Regions from separate parts of the Urocitellus parryii genome. Here region 2 is linked to region 1. The links are chromatin contacts, called in public Hi-C maps. All regions are on one chromosome and are shown on one strand. The core of a region is the stretch at or near the end of the contact, and the rest is flanking DNA. Distances in the headings are between cores, read along the strand shown. Region 1 holds the start of Rps10 (ribosomal protein S10). Region 2 holds the start of Smim29 (small integral membrane protein 29).

What was found. Hi-C and Micro-C count contacts between places; a contact is called where the count stands out from the background.
Region 2: a contact with region 1 is called in a Hi-C map of muscle, with 4 times the contacts expected there. The contact joins the promoter of Smim29 here to the promoter of Rps10 in region 1. A contact is called at or near these places in 2 of 2 Hi-C or Micro-C datasets (liver and muscle).

The regions. Positions count from the first base shown.
Region 1 is chr8:115,818,089-115,821,622 of mUroPar1.hap1, reverse strand. Rps10 (ribosomal protein S10) reads right to left here and starts at 1,958. Exons shown (of 6, transcript XM_026383399.2): 1 at 1,853-1,958; 2 at 857-1,006; 3 at 416-587. The coding sequence starts at 1,006.
Region 2 is chr8:115,963,376-115,966,904 of mUroPar1.hap1, reverse strand. Smim29 (small integral membrane protein 29) reads right to left here and starts at 1,369. Exons shown (of 5, transcript XM_026383613.2): 1 at 1,282-1,369; 2 at 58-181. The coding sequence starts at 108. LOC113179174 (a long non-coding RNA gene) reads left to right here and starts at 221. Exons shown (of 4, transcript XR_013344180.1): 1 at 221-978; 2 at 2,866-2,926; 3 at 3,062-3,231.

The sequences.
Region 1 (3,534 bases), core at 709-3,208:
TTCTCCCCCGTTTTTAAAATTTTTGCCCCCCTCGCCAAGAAACCATTAATTTCTTTTACATGTTGGTAAAGAGCTTTGCTCTGGACTTCTTGAGCACAATCTCATTCTGTTAGAAAATAATCACTGAATGACTTGCCATGTATCTGAATATTTGCAGTCACTCGAGAAGAAAGACCAAAATTCTACTCATGTTTAATGTAATTTCATGGATGGACAAAGACCTGGGTTCAGTTCAAAGGCTCCAGAACTTGACCAAAGGCCCTTGCCACCATCCCCTCTAAAGCTAACACCAATGATAAGTTTTAATAACACTTCTGTCCCCCACACAAAAGATCATACCATTTCACATACACTGTTTCCCTCAGAAAAGAGCAGCTTCAGAGCAGGCCCTTGGTGGCATTTATTAGGCACCTACCTTTAGGCCGAGGTCGGCCAGTTTCTGGTCGGCTACGGCGCAGAGTGGCAGGCACAATCTCAGGTGGCAGATGGAGGTAATCACGGAGATACTGAATGCCTTCGTTGGTAAGGTACCAGTAGAAGTGTCTCCAAGCAAACTGTTCCTTCACGTAGCCTCGAGACTTGAGAGACTAAGGCAGAAAACTACTGTTTAGAAATCCCCTCCAAACAAGAGTTTAAGGCCAGACTGTGCAATAGTGAGAGATCCCATCTCAAAACAAAACAAAGAACATAATTCGAAGCTGGAAACTCTGCACTTCAAAGGGGATAAAGAAAGAAGTTTTCACAGCATTTATCTACATCAGTGTCCTTCAAGGAAGCAAGCAGCTACCCTGATCTCTTGTTGGAATCTACCTTGAACATTAGTGGGAAATCTCCCCATTTCCATCTCAGTCCATACCTGCATGGCCTTCATGACATGAAGGTTGGGTACATTCTTATCTGCCAGCTCTGGGTGCTTGGGCATGTGGACATCTTTCTTGGCTACCATTACTCCCTCCTTAAAAAGGAGTTCATAAATGGCAATCCGATTCTTTTTGGGCATCAACATCTGCAAGAAAGTGATCATGAGGAACGTTTCTGAGCAATGTAGCTAGGATCCCAGTAACCAAGTTGATGACCCTAAGTGACCACAAAATCACTGCCAGTGGATGGAAAATTCAAAACACACCATAGAAGACACGCTAAAAAAAAAAAAAAAAAAAAAAAAAAAAAAAAACAGCAGAATAAACTCCCTGGAGACCAGCCCTCTCCCCCACCACCTAATGTTTCAGATGGAATACTGGCCAGGAGGTTAAAACAGGGACATGGACACGTATCTGATCCAACTTCACAAGCTCTGACAACCACAACGGTACAGGGAGTGGGGAGTACGCAGACATGGTACTCTAGCGGTACTGGGGGGTCATCAAGACCGACCCAGTGGGGATTCTCCCATCTGCACTTTAAGGCGCACAGCAGGACCCGGAAGTGGAAAAGCCCCCCCCACCGCTGCCTCACAGATCAGACCCCCAACAGAAGGACTAAGGTTCCCGCAACCGTCATCCCCTAAAATTCCCTACCCCAAACTAGAGCTCCAGGGCCAGGCGAAAGATCCTCCCGCGAAGGAAACGCGTGCAGGTGGGGTACGGCCTCCCTAGCCTCGCCTGGCTGGTCCCCGCCACACTAGGGCTTCAAACTCCCCTCCTCCGTCTTCCGCCATCAGGACGCCGAACTTCGCCTACCAGCACCCCTCTAACTCCCTAAACAACACCCCCCAACCCTTCTCGCCGCTTAGAAATGGGAGTGCCAAGAGGGGCAGAGAGGTCCTCGGTCCAAGCCCTAGGGAGACACGGCCGCTATGACGACAGGACGGCCCGATGGTGGCAGATGGAACCCGAACGCCAGAGGAACTCACCGCGGAGGCTTCAGGGTCCGAGGCCGAGGCTGGAAAGGAAGGGGCATGCGCGGCACAGCGTCTCTTCCGGGCTGCGCGGCCCCGCCCACAGCCAGGACCCGCGCGCGGCCTGGGGTGTCCTTGGCGGTGCCTGAAGAGTGGGAGGCTCTGGCGACCAGTGTCGGCTTCTCGGATTCAGGAGCCAGGAAACCGCCGCCGGGCGGGAGCTCGGGAGCCTGCGTGCTTTATGAACAGATAAATAAATGGTCGCTTGTATTTAGACCGTGTCTTTAGAAACACGTGTCTTTCCCATCGGTAATTTAACTTATGCAAGTGGTATATGCTGTTTTATATGCTGTTTGAGTAGGAAGAGAGAAAACGTACAGGTAAATAAAAAAAATACACAAATAAAAATAGTTCCCCAACAAAAGATAATCATTGTTTAGAGTATATGTTCTCCCAAACTCACATGCACCCACACAAATGTATTATTATTTTTAAAACTTTTAACAAGCCCGGCGTAGTGGCTCACGCCTATAATATCAGTGATTCGGGAGGCTGAGGCCGGAGGACTGCTAAGTTCAAGGCCAGCCTCAGCAACTTAATGAGGCCCTAAGCAAATCAGGGAGACCCTGACTCAAAATAAAAAGGACTAGAAACGTCGTTTTGTTGTAAGTGTTCCTGAGCTCAGTCCCTAGTACAAAAAAAAAAAAGTTAACAAAAATAGGATTTTTGTATGTAATGCATGATATGTTTTGCAAGCTGTTTTTTCCTTAAAAGAATGTCATGAATCTTTTCATATTAAAAATTACAATTTTGATGGCTGAATAGTAATCCACTGTTGAATAAACGCTTTATAACCATTTATTTAAAAATCGCAATCATAAGCAATGCTACACACATATTTGCACCCTTGCCCAGTATTTTTCTTTAGCTTAATCCTGAATGTATAACTACTGAGTGAGAAAGCATGCATCTCAGGCTTCTTACAGGCACGGTGTTGAGTTACAGAGAGCATTATCGGTTACACTCATGCCAGCAGTTATTAAAGCTCACTCTCATTAGGGGGCTGGGGATATAGCTCAGTTGGTGGAGTGCTTGCCTTGCATGCACAAGGCCCTTGGTTCAATCCTCAGCATCAAAAAAAAAAAAAAAAAAAAAAAGCTCACTCTCATTATCCCTGCTGATATTGAAGGATATCATTCTTATGCTTTTTGGCCATTCTAAAAAGTGAAATGCTAATTTTCCTGCTTTTTAAATGTATATATATATTTATTTTATTACTAATGTGGTTAAACATTTTTTTCTTTTTAGAATATTTGTTCCATCTTTTATAAATTGTCTTTTCATTTTTACTACTTACTCTTCAGTGTTGATTCCTCTTTTTTTGGTATGACTCATTCTGTACACAATAAAGCTGTTCACCTCATGTCACATTTGTATCTGTGTCTGGGGATTGAACCCAGGGCCTAGTGCATGCTAAGCAGACGCTGTCACCCAGCTACAACCCTAGCCTTTCATCACAGATTTTTCAGGTTCTCAGGGTGATTTCAGATAGAGCTAAGCCTGTGTCCTGTGGGAGAGAGCTGGGTTAGGCTAGGGAAGGACATCATCCAAGATGCTGTGAGGATCTGAGATCCTCTGGAGAGGATGTGGAGAGGGGAGAGAAGGAGGAAGAACTCACAGCACTTCCACCTCCCCCT
Region 2 (3,529 bases), core at 120-2,619, 150 kb before region 1:
AGCCACCACCACCCCGACCAGGGTGATGAGGAAGAAAGGCCCCAACACATAGCCCACCATGGAGTCACTGTTGGCCTGGGGAGCATTGGGCACTGTGGTGTTACTCATGACATCAGCAGCAGGAGGGCTGGGTGGTCAGCATGGGCAGTGGTGCCTCGGGAGGGTGCCTCCACAGGGCTCCCTGGGGAGGAGGAAGGGAGGTTATCAATTGCTCCTACAGTGACATCCAAATTCCCAGCCCCTCCCCCAGAGCCCAAGATCTGCAAAAACGCCCCAGGTCAAACCCTGGGATGAGGCATCCTCTACAAAAACACACTGTGTGTAATCCTCCAATGACTCTTGGCCAATCCTGGGTGGAAAGGGCACCAAAGGAAGGTCCAGATCCAGGATCTGTTTCCTGTCCAGCTCCTATCCCTAAGTCAGGGTGGAGCCCAGCTCAGATGCTGGATGAACATTTGGGAGTCTCAATTGTTGGGGAAAGGATAGGTGCAGGTTTCCAGGTCCTGTCACAGACCTGGACATTGGGCTGTTAGCACCCATCCAGTGGAGCAAAATGGAGATCAGGTAAACAGGAGGGGTGGACTGCACCTAGAGGTGAGATGGGAGCATCTGAAGGGGCCTGCCTCAGTTCTGGTTCAGTCCCCACACTTCAGGCTACAGGCTCCATGCGTAGGCTCTATGTCCTTCTTACCCCTGGTGTCACAAGAACCCGGACACCCCCTATCACCCCACTCAGTCTCATGTACCAGTATGTGCACAGTGGATAGGGCTGGACCTTATCTTCGAGATGATGTCATCTCACTCCGTTCCCCACCCGGGACTCCGCCCAGGTCCCTCCCCTCCTGGCCAGGGTTGACAGGCGAAGTGGAGAGGGTCAGTCCCCATAGACAGAAGCGAGAAGGTCGTCCTGGAGCAGCTGCACCAAGATTGTCCAAGGTCCCTGACCCATGTTTGCCTGGGTCTCTATCAGAGGGCAAGGTAGAGCTCCCTGCCCCGTATCCGTGGGGTATCAGGCTTGCCCATACCTAGCGACAGGCTCCGCCGTCCCAGACCGAGGAGGCAAGCCAGGATGCGGAGCGCATCAGGCCGCTCCTAGGATGCTGGCCAGCAGCGGCGGGCGGAAGGTAGTTCCCACCGTGCTGGGAGGCTCAGGCCGGGGGCGTGGAGTGTTGGGGGAGCGTGGAGGGGCCGCCCCGCGCCTCGGCATCTTGGAATCCGGGCACCCTGACGTGTGGACCCGTGCCTGCGCTCGGCAGCCCATCCAACCCTGCCATGCCTTACCTCCCGCCGCTGCAGCCCCGACAGGAACACCCAGGGTTGGCTCCCGGGTCCCGGAAGAGCCGGCGGGCGCGTGATCAAAGGACCCGGGGAGGTGGGCGGGGCCTCACCCCGGGGCGCAGCCAATCCGGTAGCGGAAGGCGAACGGCCCGAGCCTTCCGGAGCAGCCAATCCGGAGGCGGGGGTGGGCAGCGAGAAGGCGGGGACAGCGGGGCGTGCAGGGTCCACCCCGCGGCGGCAGGGGGCAGCCGAGGGCTGCGCAGCTGGGGGAGGAGACCACGGGGCTGCAGGCGGCGCGGGTGGTTTCCCCGCTTTCCGCGGGCGGGCCAGGGTTGGGCGCCTCGGTGCCCGAGAGTTGGAGTCGGAACTTGGGGGCGACGCCGGGCGTCCGTCGCTGTCACCCTTCTGGTTGAAGCTCAGGCCTGGTGTCACGCCACGTGCTAGCCCAGACCCTTCACGACAGGACCCTGCTCCCGGCCCACAAGGCCTCCATTTGTTGACAGGCTCTTGGGCTGTGCTCAGCGGGTAGAGGCGGGGGCGTGGGTTACTTCCTGCTCAGCGGCGGGGACCCAGGTCCACCCACCCACCCTTTCTGTGTCCAGTCTTAGTGTCTGAAACAGGCTGTCGTGACGATTAAAGGATGATACAGAAAAGGAGCCTAGTTCATAGGCCGTGTCCTGAATGTTACATTCCTCTTGTTCTTCTCTTTCCTTCCCGTGTCATAGGGGACACAGGCAGCTCAGGAATCTTGGGTTAAAGTTTTCACCGTCTGATGGTACAGACTGGAGAAACCTGAGTAAGACTGGTGAAGTGTACCAATGTCAATATCCCAGCAACTCAGAAGGCTGAGGCCGGAGGATGGCAAGTTCAAAGCCAGCCTTAGCAACTTAGCCAGGCCCTAAGCAATCTAGGGAGACCCTAACTATTAAATAGAAAAAAAGGGGAGTGTGGCCTGGTGGTGAAGTGCCCATGGGTTCAATCCCAAACACCTGAGTCTACATTTACCTCAAATGTGTGTATATATACCTGTACATACCTATAACTAATTTATATATGCATTCAGTTTTGAACCAGAGCCTCCTCTTCCACCCCAAATCACAAGTGATCAGATTATTCTAGGCTTGGTGTTGGGGGAACCACCAAAGAATATCAAGTTTGTGGCATCTAAACCAGACTGAAGCCCTCTTGGGTCATCAGGTGGTAATGAGGATAAGGGATGGCCCGTGTCACCCTATTCTTGCCAGGGGAACCCTTAGGAGTGGGTGTGAAGTGCTGGGAACCACTCACCACTGGCTACCTGGCAGTGGACATGGTGAGTGACTTGGTCTGAGCTGTCCTAGGTTTATTCAAGCCCCAGACAAGGCTGAATGAGGACAAGTCTTTGAGAGAGGCAGACCCACTGGGCGGATGGGCACTTTGACCTCTAGCCTGCCTGCAGACACCACTGTCCGACTCTGGCAGGGAATTGGGTAGAGGGAAAGAATGAAACAAACCCAGGAGCCTAGGGGCTTGCAGAATCTCCTGCTGCTCTCAGGCTTTTGAGTCTGGAAAGAAGGAGAATCACCCACCCAGGGCTTTGTCTTGCAGGGACTTGGGAGCAAGTGATGAATTTGAGAACCCAGGCCCTCTTGTCTACCCATATACCCAGGTTTGTGCTCATCCTTGGGACTTCCAGCCACATTTCCTGAGAGTCCTCTGTGAGTCAGTCCAGTGCTCATGTTGTATGTGGAAATGGCCCAGCTTCCATGTCAGACTCAACATGTTTTACTTCCCTCTCTTCTAGGACAGGACACCTGTGCAAGCTACCCAGGGCAGCTTAAGCAACTCCATTTAGAACTGAGCAAGCTGACATCCTGAGAAGTGTGATGACATGGTCTGATCATCCAGGAAATGGTGGGATGGGGTGTCAGGTGACAGACACTCTTCCTGGCAGCTGTTCCTCCCACACTGCAGGTGAGGCCCATTTTCTCCTGAACTGAGGCTTTGTATCCCATGAGCAACCAGAGAGCAGTCCTATTCCACAGGTCTTCTTCTTGCAGCCGCCCCCTCAAAAAGGGGTAGGGATAGGATGGGACGAGGTCCCCAACGCTCCCCTGACTAACTGTGCTGCTTCAGTCATTGCCTGGACTCGTGCATCCCCTTCTCCAACACCTCTCTCACCCTTGGGTTCTCCTGCTCCAGACCCCATGAAAACATCATAAAAACACTACCTGAAAAGACCAACCTGTTTTCAAGTGACTTAACTAAATTC